Linked DNA regions of Mus musculus: all the other regions are linked to region 1. The links are chromatin contacts, called in public HiChIP or PLAC-seq and capture Hi-C maps. All regions are on one chromosome and are shown on one strand. Each heading gives the region's core, a stretch centred on a gene start, on an enhancer-like site or on the middle of the called end of the contact. The rest is flanking DNA. Distances are from core to core; before and after follow the strand shown. Region 1 holds the start of Hps1 (HPS1, biogenesis of lysosomal organelles complex 3 subunit 1). Region 2 holds the start of Sfrp5 (secreted frizzled-related sequence protein 5). Region 3 holds the start of Golga7b (golgi autoantigen, golgin subfamily a, 7B).

Region 1 (3,275 bases), core at 438-2,937:
CCAAAAAGTAGTAAACTCCTCATGTACTCATGGGCCACACTTAAACATACACACACACACACACACACACACACACACAGAGACAGATCAAATAATGGTATTTTTAATATATATCTAACTTAAAACATATCTACAACATAAAGAAATCTTACAATCCAATAATAAGTCAATGGCTAAAAATAGATTAATAATAATAATAATAAAAGGGGTAGAAGATATGAATAAATGTTTATTTGAAAGCAAAAAAAATTTTAAAGCTACACAAATGAAGAGAAAAACCACATGAAGAGATGATCGGCGCCATTCTTTAGTCATCTGCAAGACACAAGTCACTAGCATCAGGTAACATGGACTAGATTAGTTATAAATTGTTCACGGGTAACAGTTATTCAGGCTTACAAACTGTTTGAAACAAGGGGGAAATGACCGACCGAAGTCAGGATAGTGTCGGCAGATTCAGGACTCCAGGAGACTGATGCTTGTGGCTGTACTGTGGAGCCTGGCTGAGCAGGGTGGTGGCGAAGGCGCAGGCGCAGGCGTTTGCGATGTTGTTTAATTGTACCTTAGGTAGCTAGAGTGGCCGCAGCACTGGCTCTTGGCCTCTGCCTAGTGGGTGCGGAGTGCTCATGCTGGGTCGTACACAAAGTTTCTCAGAAGCACCAAGGTACCCAATGAGGACCTGTGGTAGGCGCCCAACCTCTTCTGTGGACTCCATTGGCCTTCTTCACTCTTTCTGCCCCTCCAAATACACATAAAAATCTTGATAGTATGCAATCACTCGCAGGTTCAAGACAAAAGCCCTAATGTGTATGCAGCCCTCAGTCAGACTGGGAACCTTTGTAAATCAAGGAGCCCAAAGGTAGCTGGGCTCTTCTGCATGGTGTACTGGCTGGTTTTGTGTCAACTCGACACAGCTGGGGTTATCACAGAGAAAGGAGCTTCAGTTGAGGAAATGCCTCCATGAGATCCAGCTGTAAGGCATTTCCTCAATTAGTGATCAAGGGGGAAAAGCCCCTTGTGGGTGGGACCATCTCTGGGCTGGTGGTCTTGGGTTCTATAAGAGAGCAGGCTGAGCAAGCCAGTAAAGAACATCCCTCCATGGCTTCTGCATCAGCTCCTGCTTCCTGACCTGCTCGAGTTCCAGTCCTGACTTCCTTTGGTGATGAACAACAGTATGGAAGTGTAAGCCGAATAAACCCTTTCCTCCCCAAACTGCTTCTTGGTCATGATGTTTGTGCAGGAATAGAAACCCTGACTAAGACACACGGGTTCCGCCCCCTGGAGGTAAGTAAGGGAAAGCACCCACAAAAAGGGTACCTTTCACCTACAACTAGATTCGGCAAGAAAACGAAAGGCTGGGAAGGGCCAGGTGAAGGTGCAAGGAAACCTGGGTTCTGGTTCCATTTGTTCCTTCTTCAGCAAGGGGGTTCCCTCGGGGTTCTCAGTTGCCCCTTCTGTAAATCTGTGGGGAATCCCTTTAGCTAAATCAAGCAAAAGAGACTCTAGAAATGTCACCGGCTCAGCTGGTGCCTCTAAAGGCAGTGAGATACCTACTTATGCCAGGGTGAACGTGGCACGGCTCCCTAGCGGCGGGTGACCAGCAAGCACAGTAGCCTGAAGGGTGAGCAATGCCTGACGGGGCGGGGCTCGAACCCACAAAGCAGGCCCCGGTCATGTGGCTGAGTCACGTGTCCTACCCGGAAGCGCGCCGCAGGCTGGCTACACGCTGGGCGGTGCGAGCCGCGGATCCGGTACGTGGGCATCGTGGGTGACCAAGCGCAGTCCTGGGTCGCCCCTCGGTGGGCACCTCCGGCAAGCTCTCCCAGTTTGGAGAGGCCCGGGCACCCGGGGAAACCCGCATCAGTCTCATGCCTTTTGGAGCGGGCGTCACAAGCCAGGCCTTCGTCCCCGGGAGGAGAGGGGGAGGGTACGTCAGAATTTCTGGGTGTCGTTGAAAGAGTGCTAAGCAGCTATTGGGCGGAGCCACGCAGTGAGGCGGTGCTAAGCGGCGCAGGGAGAGACTCCCTCCTAGGCCAGCTGCTCCTGCTGGAGCATCACAGGCTATAGTCCCCACCCCTCGCACCCACCCCCCAACTGAGCTGTGTTAGGCGGGACAGAGGCCACGGGGACAGTTTGCTAGGGACAATGAGAGAACTGTGACCCGGGTGGTAAAAGTGGGTGCAGGGGATTTTTCTCAGAATCGCCCTTCTCTTCAAAGTTTCCTCCTTTTAGAGCAAAATATAAAGAGAACAAAGATCAGAAAATGAGGTTAGCCGCAACCGTAAAACCAGATACCCACCGAAAAGTATGCGGGTGCTTACCGGAAGTTACCATCAAGGCAAGCCCGAGAATGGTGCAGCCAGGCTCAGAGTTTCATTGCTTTCAAAATCCCCAGGATCAAACCTTCCTCCTCCGCCTTAGATTCTTCTTGCCTGTTATCAAAATGGGAGGATTCCAGAGGCAGCTTATTTCTCTTGTTATTTGAAGCCGGGAAATAAGAATAACACCTACCCACCGTTCTTGTCCTTAAGATGAGCCTACTGGGCTGAGGTTGCGACCTGGCTGGTAGGAACCCCGTAACCCGGTAGGAAGGTGCAACAGCGCTCTGTTCCCTGGCCTCCCAAGAGGAGTTTGAATCTCTGAGTTGAATGGGACCTTAGGAAAGCCCAACCAGAACCAAACCCGAATGCAGCTTTTCACTGGGACCTCCTGCCAGCTTGCGATGGGTTGTGTAGTAACCCATCCCTGCTCACCGCTCCCTGGGGCTGCTCAGGGTGGGATTGCTGACCCCACCTGTGTGTGAATGAGTGACCCAAATATAAACTGTCCAGTTGCAGAGGAGGTAGGAGCTAATGTGTCATCAACGCTTGCTCCACATAAAGGACACCTTCTAGCTTGTGGTCCTTAAAATGGGGGAACCTGTGACTTCTCAGCCCGTGTCCAGGTTGTCCACTCTCAGGAACAGGCGGCAGTGGAAACCAGACCCTCTGAATGCCTTCATGCCTTTTCTGCCTTAAGCATTTGCAGGCCCAAGGATGCTGTGCTGCTGTTGTCTGCTGACCTGGTCAGAGTATCTAGCTCCTCAGAAGCCCTGCTGTGTGCTTTGCCAAGGTAAACCATGCTCCTCTCCTGGAGGATGGAGGGTGGAGAGGTGGGCAGCACCCACTTGAAGAGCAGAATGAGAGGAGCGAACTGAACTGCCACATGCACCTCTTTGTACATTTCTTCCCCCTCCCCCTCTCCAGCCCTGCCCCCACCCCCCATGTCACTACTTC
Region 2 (3,275 bases), core at 409-2,908, 580 kb after region 1:
TACGTGGACTCAACTATGTCAACCAGGACATCAGAGGCATCCCATCCCAACCTGGACTGCCTGCTTCCTCTGCTCCATCAGCTACATGAAGGACCAAGCCTTTGTACCTCATATATATCAGCATGTGGCAAGTGTCCTCTATGTGTGGAGTGGATACTATAGTGTGGGTCCACCTCTCTCCGCTACATGAGCAGGTCGGTTAGAAGCCAAGAGCCCTGGAAATATTGAGGAGCAAAGAGAAGAAGGAAGGACAATTGGGGAGAAACGCTCCTTATTCAAAGTGGAGCCAGTCCCTACCCCCTCAATCCCTACCCCCCTCACATATACTCCACTTTCCCACCCCCGGCCCTTTGGAAGCTCGTCCCCGGAAGGGAAGCCAGAGGTCTGGTGAAACCAATAAGAGCCTCCTTCCGCAAGCCTCTGTTCCAGTTCCTCTCACAGAAAAGTCAAGGAAGACAAAACCCAGACAGACACTAAGCGTGGGATCCTGGAAGTCACCTTTCTGATGTCTGCTTGGAGGACAGAAGCAGTTCTCCTTACACCCACAGTGTTTCCTGCCCAGGCTGGACTCTATCTTGCCCAACAATAGTGACTCTGCTCTTTGGAGCCTACCGCCTGAATCAGACCCTGCCCTCCTTAGCGCATGACCCTGGGACAGTTAACCCCACGTCTCCAAATCCTCAGAATCCAGACCTTCAGGTTGTTGATGTGTGCTCTGACTCTGGAACCGCACTACCTATATCCAATGGCCACTTGGAATCCTCACCTGACCTCAGCTTCAGCATCTTTATCTGTAAAGTAGTGATAATAAATGGTTCCTACCCTCCTTAGGGCATCACTGTGAAAATTCCATGAGGTAGGTTATGAAATGTGCCTAGGACAGTCTCCAAGCACAGCTAGCACCTATTGGGTGTGAGCTTTCATTAGAAAAGGGCATGGATAGCCGGGCGGGGTGTGCATGCCTTTAATCTTAGCACTCGGGAGGCAGAGGCAGGAGAATCTCTGTGAGTTCGAGTCCAGCCTGGTCTACAAATTGAGTTCCAGGACAGCCAGGGCTGTTACACCGAGAAGCCCTGTCTCAAAAACAAAAACAAAAAAACATAAACAGATGTTTATAAGGTCGTTCAGTGATGCACATTATGCATGGCACTTAGTAGGGATTCATTAAATAGAAGCCAAAATTCCCTTTACCCTGCCCCCTCGGGTGCCACGGATTTGTCTTAGCCATCTGCTATCCCTAGAGGGCTGCCAAGTGCCTGGCATTGGACAGAACCTCAGGGCATACTTAAAGACCTCAGGGTGAAGCTCTGCTTGCCTGGCCAGGAGGGCGTGGATGGCCAAGAGACTCCATTATCTGAGAAGAGCGATGGAGGTGTTGGAGAAGGGAAACCAGAGCCGAGCAGGGAAAGGCCGAGGCACAGAGATAAGCAGGTGAAGTGAGTGAGAAAAGGAACAGGAGAGAGACTGTGGTGGAGAGAGATAAAAAGACGAAGCAGGGGGCAAGGGTGAAAAAAATGCTGAGCCCCCAGGAAAAGGCACAAGGAGAGGTCTGGGCAGCAGAATAGTTGACGGGTCAGGGTCGCGAGGCGAGGCGGGACCCGAGGGACCCGAGCCGGGCGGGAAAGACTCAGGGTTCCTCCCAGGTCCGCCAACCCGGGGCGGGGGTGGGAGGTGAGGGGGACCAGCGGCTGCAGATTGGCTAGGGAACGGCGAAGCCTGGGCTGGAGCCCCGTGGTGGGAGGCGCCTGGATCACTCCGGCAGCGGAGCGGAGCAGAGACTGCCACCTACTTGGACGACCCTAGTAGCAGCCGGCTTCAGGGAACATCCCAGCCGGGGCGCACGCCGGGCAGCGGGGCGCCGAGCACCGAGCCGTCGGGGCAGGCCGCAACATCCAGCCATGTGGGTGGCCTGGAGCGCACGGACGGCCGCACTGGCGTTGCTGCTCGGGGCGCTGCATGGGGCGCCAACACGCGGCCAGGAGTACGACTACTACGGTTGGCAGGCCGAGCCGCTGCACGGCCGCTCCTACTCCAAGCCACCGCAGTGCCTCGACATCCCCGCCGATCTGCCGCTCTGTCACACGGTGGGCTACAAGCGCATGCGGCTGCCCAACCTGCTGGAGCACGAGAGCCTGGCCGAGGTGAAGCAGCAGGCAAGCAGCTGGCTGCCACTGCTGGCCAAGCGCTGCCACTCAGACACCCAGGTCTTCCTCTGCTCGCTCTTCGCTCCCGTCTGCCTGGACCGACCCATCTACCCCTGCCGCTCGCTGTGCGAAGCCGTGCGCGCCGGCTGCGCTCCGCTCATGGAGGCCTACGGTTTCCCTTGGCCCGAGATGCTGCACTGCCACAAGTTCCCCCTGGACAACGACCTCTGCATCGCGGTGCAGTTCGGGCACCTGCCTGCCACCGCGCCTCCAGGTAGCGCCTTTGCGCCCAGAGCGCCTCGGACTGATCCTCTCCCCAAACCCTCATCTGTACTCCCCGATAGGTGCCAAGCCCCTATACACAGCGCCCTGGCACTGTCTCCTTTTTCCTTCCAACCTTTATAAACTTGAAGCTCTGGGTATTCCCACTAGTTCTCTCCCAACTCTGACCTGTACCTTGTGCAACTCACAGCACGCTCGGTTTTCCGAGCTGCGGAATCCCTGGAAGCCTTGGAGACGTCCCTCATAAATGCCGTATTCCTTTCCTCATCTCAAGGATGCTTGGGGTCGCTAGGCAGTTTCTTTGACCTGAACTGCCGACACCCAGACAAGCGCTACTCCTTCCCTGACCTCGGGAACTTTGAGAAGAGGCGGGTGGTTAGGGAAGCCCTGAGGGCCCTCGTTTCAAGGCCTGTAACCCTAACTTCCCCTCCTCCCAATTCCTAGGCTTTTGGGTACTTTACTTTTCTGAACCTTCTTTGCCCAGCAGTGAAGTCCAGCATCTTGAGCTCCCAAGCCCTGCTTCCCACTGGCTCGTTATACTGCCATTAGACCTGATTTCTGATTCATCTTCCTTTTCATTGTGCAGGTCCTCAAAGCTGTCCCATATCTGGGGGCCACACCCCCTCCTCCTTTCTCCAAGAATGCCTGTCCTCTTCCAAACTGGCCTGAGCCCCTAGCATCTCCCCCGCCCCCCACATACACACCCATAGCTCCCAGCAGGCAACCTTTGCCTGTTAACTGGGATAGTGAGCGCTCCCGTGAGCCCCCACAGCTGGAACATTCAAATCTCCCCCCCCCCCCGCCCCACCACTCCTCCCAAAGCATCTGAGCTCCTCTTTGTATCGCCCT
Region 3 (3,275 bases), core at 221-2,720, 520 kb after region 1:
TCAGGAGATCCAATGGAATGATGGCAGTAGCACTTGGTACTGATGTCATGCCACTCGCCGGAATCCCAGAGGCACCGCACAGAATCACTCACAGGCCTTTGCTCTCCTCCTTGGCAGTGGTCCAGCTAGGCTGGAAATGGGGAGTCACCACAAAAGCCGGCAGCAGCCGAGCTGGGGAGACCCAGTGTGCTGCAACACTCTAAAAATTCAAAGAAACTTTCAGCTCTGCTGTTGGCATGCTGTGTGGGTACCGAGCCAATCCTTTCTTCCGTATGTCAGCTTCACCATGCGTAAAGAGCTCTCCCCGGGGAGGAGTAACCTCTGGGGGTAGAGACACAAGTCCCGACTTCTTACACATTATGCCAAGATTTTGTCCTTAGCTAACAGGTCCCTTGGTCTATAGACACACTGTGAAGCACACAGTCGCTTCCCCCTCACAGGCAAATGTGGATACACTGAGAACAGCAGCTCAAATGGAGAAGGAAAGAAATTCTCAAAAGTGGGGGCTGGTGCAGGAGGTTCATTAAAACCAACCCTTTGGGTTCTGGGCCTGAGCATGTCTTTTTCCACGTTCTCCTCCTAAGGAAATGTGGATGTGAGGGAAGGTGTGTCTTCCCTAGACAAGCATTTGGGTTAGAAGCAGGATACTGCACCGCATAGCAACAACAGCAGTAGGCCACCTTCCCTCCCCTTACACAGGTGTGCAGGGATCTCCAAACCTCTAGGGAGTCAGAACCCTGTGTTCAGGAGAAGGGGAAACCCCAGACCAGCTGGGACTTGGTGCTATTGGTAACAAGTAGATTCCCAGGGCTCAGAGTGGCATGGGCAAGATTGACATGTCAAAGGTGAAGGGACCCCTCAGCAAAGCTCTGCTTATATGCCATGCCACTCCACACCTCCCACCATGAACCCAGGGAACCACCCTCTACCCCCATCCACCCCCGTCTTCTCCTCGTGCCCAGTCTGCCCCTAGTGGGGAATCATTCCCTGAGGCATTGCCTGCGGGTTAAGGTGTTGGGCCCTACCTCAGTGGCCATCTTCAGGGCGTTCTGACCAGTCCTTGGCTGTCGCTGGGCTGGTTCAGGGGGGCTGTCCGCGGTGCTGATAGGAAGAGCCGGTGGGCTGGCCGAGGCCAGCGAGGGCCTGGGCGCTGTCCGCGGTACTGATGAGATCGCCGAAACCTGAAGCGCGCTCCTGCCGACCGGAGGGTCCCTGAAAGGTGGTCCGTGCTGTCCACGGTGCTGACGCGGGAGCCGGACCGGGGAGGCGAGGCCGCGCCGGAGGCTCCTCACCACCCGATCGCCTGCTGCCAGGGTTCCTGCAGGCAATGGCCCGGTTTTATCTTTGACAGTGGCAGCAGCGGCGGGCACGGGGGCGGCGGGGGAAGGAGGGGCCAGCGCCTCGGCGGGCGGGGAGGGGGAAGCCGCGGCCCCCAGACTCCGGCACCCGCCGGAGAGGAGCCCCGCCCGCGGCCACCGGCTCCGCTCCCGCCCCACCCCGTCCCGCCCCGCCCAGCGCCCCGCCTCTCCTGCCTGCCCTCCCCCCCAGCAGGAGTGCCTAGAGCGTTGCGCTAGCTTCCACCGCCTCCGGGGACTTCCAGAAGCTGAAGAAAGAAGATGGGCTCTGCTGCAAGGCACCCGGCCTGCAATACGGAAGGCCCCACCATCCACAGGCCGCCAGCCTCTTACCTTTCCAAACACCTTCAAATTCTCACTCTAACCTTCCCGTCCTGCCCCAAGCACTACCCAGCCTTATGGGAACATTCCCTTCCCTCTTTTCTCCTTTCTGCTTCCTTAAATGGGTAAAATCCCATTAGCTAGGGGAAAATGCTGCAGATATAAGAGAGCATTTTCTTAAAACACATACGCACATTTCATCCCCAGGTTTTCCCTAGGGCCCTTTCTTTTATGGAAGCCAGTCTTTCTTTATGATCCTCCTAGTCCAGGTCCCACCCCTTACACTTCTGTCTCCCTACAGCCATCCCAGAGTTTATACACACTCCCACAATACCCAATTACCACCACTAATCAAAAACCACATGCCAAACCGGTATGCCCACTCTCCAAGGTGGTAATTTGGCATTAGGCCTTCCAATCAAATGGTTTATCTACTTAATAAGCAGAAAGGAAACCCCAACACAGGTGTCTTTGAACACATCCACAATAACCCCAGATCTGTGTCTGAGGGGAGCTGGGTACTTCTTCTACAGCCTGGCTGCCCACAGGTCAGCAGCGTCGGCCATGACATAAAACTGGAGTAGGTGCCACAACAGGCAGCCAGAAGACCTGACTCCAGGTCAGACTTCTCCCGATTTCCTACCTTGATTAGCTGTCTCACTCCCTGAGTTTACGGTCCTCTTTCTGCAGGATATACTTGTTGCCCTTCTTCATTAGCCTATAGCTAGGGTCCTTTCTTCTTCTACCAAATTTCCCATTTAAAATTTCCAAACATACAGGAGAAGTTGGGGAAAAGACATTTGCCAGAACAGTCTAACTAACTCAGTCAGCAATAGTATTTTTACATTTGATTTTGATTTGTTGGCTTTGCTGACGGAAACTGGATCAAGGAGACGTATATAATTTCACTAGATTATCAGAAAGCGATAGATTCCACAGTTTTATCCTTAAATACTTCAGCACTCATCCCCTCAGAATAAGAACATTTTCCTGAGGCAGGTGTGATGGTGCACACCTTTAATCTCGGCGCTCCTGAGGCTGAGGTGGGTGGAGAGACGTGAGACCTTGTCTCAAAAAGCAAAATAACATTCTTCTCTGTAATCACAATATCATTATCATGTCTTTTAAAATTCCATGGTAACCCTACTATTTTAGGATGGTTTGTTACCCCAAAGACATATTAATAGCTTTTTTTTCAGCAGAACTTTCTATTTTTAATACCAAACATTTATGGATCACTTAATGTGTGCCAGACAGTTCTACACTGCACATATATTTTGAAATCCTGACAATTGCTGTGAGTTACATTTTTTATTTTTTAAAATCTGTCTCTTTATCTGTCTCTCTGTATCTCTCTTGTGTCTTCCTGTCTGTCTGTCTGCCTCTCTCTCTCATGTGTGTGTGGGGGGAGGTGGATTTATGCTCTGAGTGCCACTGTGTGGATGCCACAGAGCCCGTGGGCAGGTGATCAGAGGACAACCTTAAATGTCATTGTCAATCTATACCTTCCATAGGGTCTTTTGTTTGCCTCTGCATAGTCCAGGCTAGCTGGCTTATCTCACCATATGAGCACTAGGTTCCAGGCATGCCATATCTGAC

Evidence for each region. HiChIP or PLAC-seq counts read pairs in DNA pulled down with a chosen protein or histone mark. Capture Hi-C pulls out chosen DNA fragments and counts their contacts.
Region 2: a capture Hi-C map of embryonic stem cells shows a contact between it and region 1, with 4 times the contacts expected there. The contact joins the promoter of Sfrp5 here to the promoter of Hps1 in region 1. A contact is called at or near these places in 8 of 39 promoter capture datasets (the 3T3-L1 cell line, 3T3-L1-derived adipocytes, cranial neural crest and 3 more), 7 of 484 Hi-C or Micro-C datasets (the HL-1 cell line, the N1E-115 cell line and embryonic stem cells), 6 of 115 datasets of contacts at active chromatin or transcription factors (embryonic stem cells and large pre-B cells) and 1 of 9 other capture datasets (embryonic stem cells).
Region 3: an H3K27ac HiChIP or PLAC-seq map of embryonic stem cells shows a contact between it and region 1, with 6 times the contacts expected there. The contact joins the promoter of Golga7b here to the promoter of Hps1 in region 1. A contact is called at or near these places in 4 of 39 promoter capture datasets (the 3T3-L1 cell line, embryonic stem cells, hippocampal neurons and 1 more), 5 of 115 datasets of contacts at active chromatin or transcription factors (the NIH/3T3 cell line, embryonic stem cells, large pre-B cells and 1 more) and 1 of 9 other capture datasets (embryonic stem cells).

What each region holds. Positions count from the first base shown.
Region 1 is chr19:42,778,390-42,781,664 of GRCm38.p6, reverse strand. Hps1 (HPS1, biogenesis of lysosomal organelles complex 3 subunit 1) reads left to right here and starts at 1,687. Exons shown (of 20, transcript NM_019424.3): 1 at 1,687-1,751; 2 at 3,019-3,111. Gm16244 (a long non-coding RNA gene) reads right to left here and starts at 2,633. Exons shown (of 2, transcript XR_386720.3): 1 at 2,322-2,633; 2 at 91-2,225.
Region 2 is chr19:42,200,635-42,203,909 of GRCm38.p6, reverse strand. It overlaps Sfrp5 (secreted frizzled-related sequence protein 5), which reads left to right and starts at 1,658. Exons shown (of 3, transcript NM_018780.3): 1 at 1,658-2,418. The coding sequence starts at 1,899.
Region 3 is chr19:42,253,934-42,257,208 of GRCm38.p6, reverse strand. Golga7b (golgi autoantigen, golgin subfamily a, 7B) reads right to left here and starts at 1,470. Exons shown (of 5, transcript NM_027694.2): 1 at 1,026-1,470. The coding sequence starts at 1,037.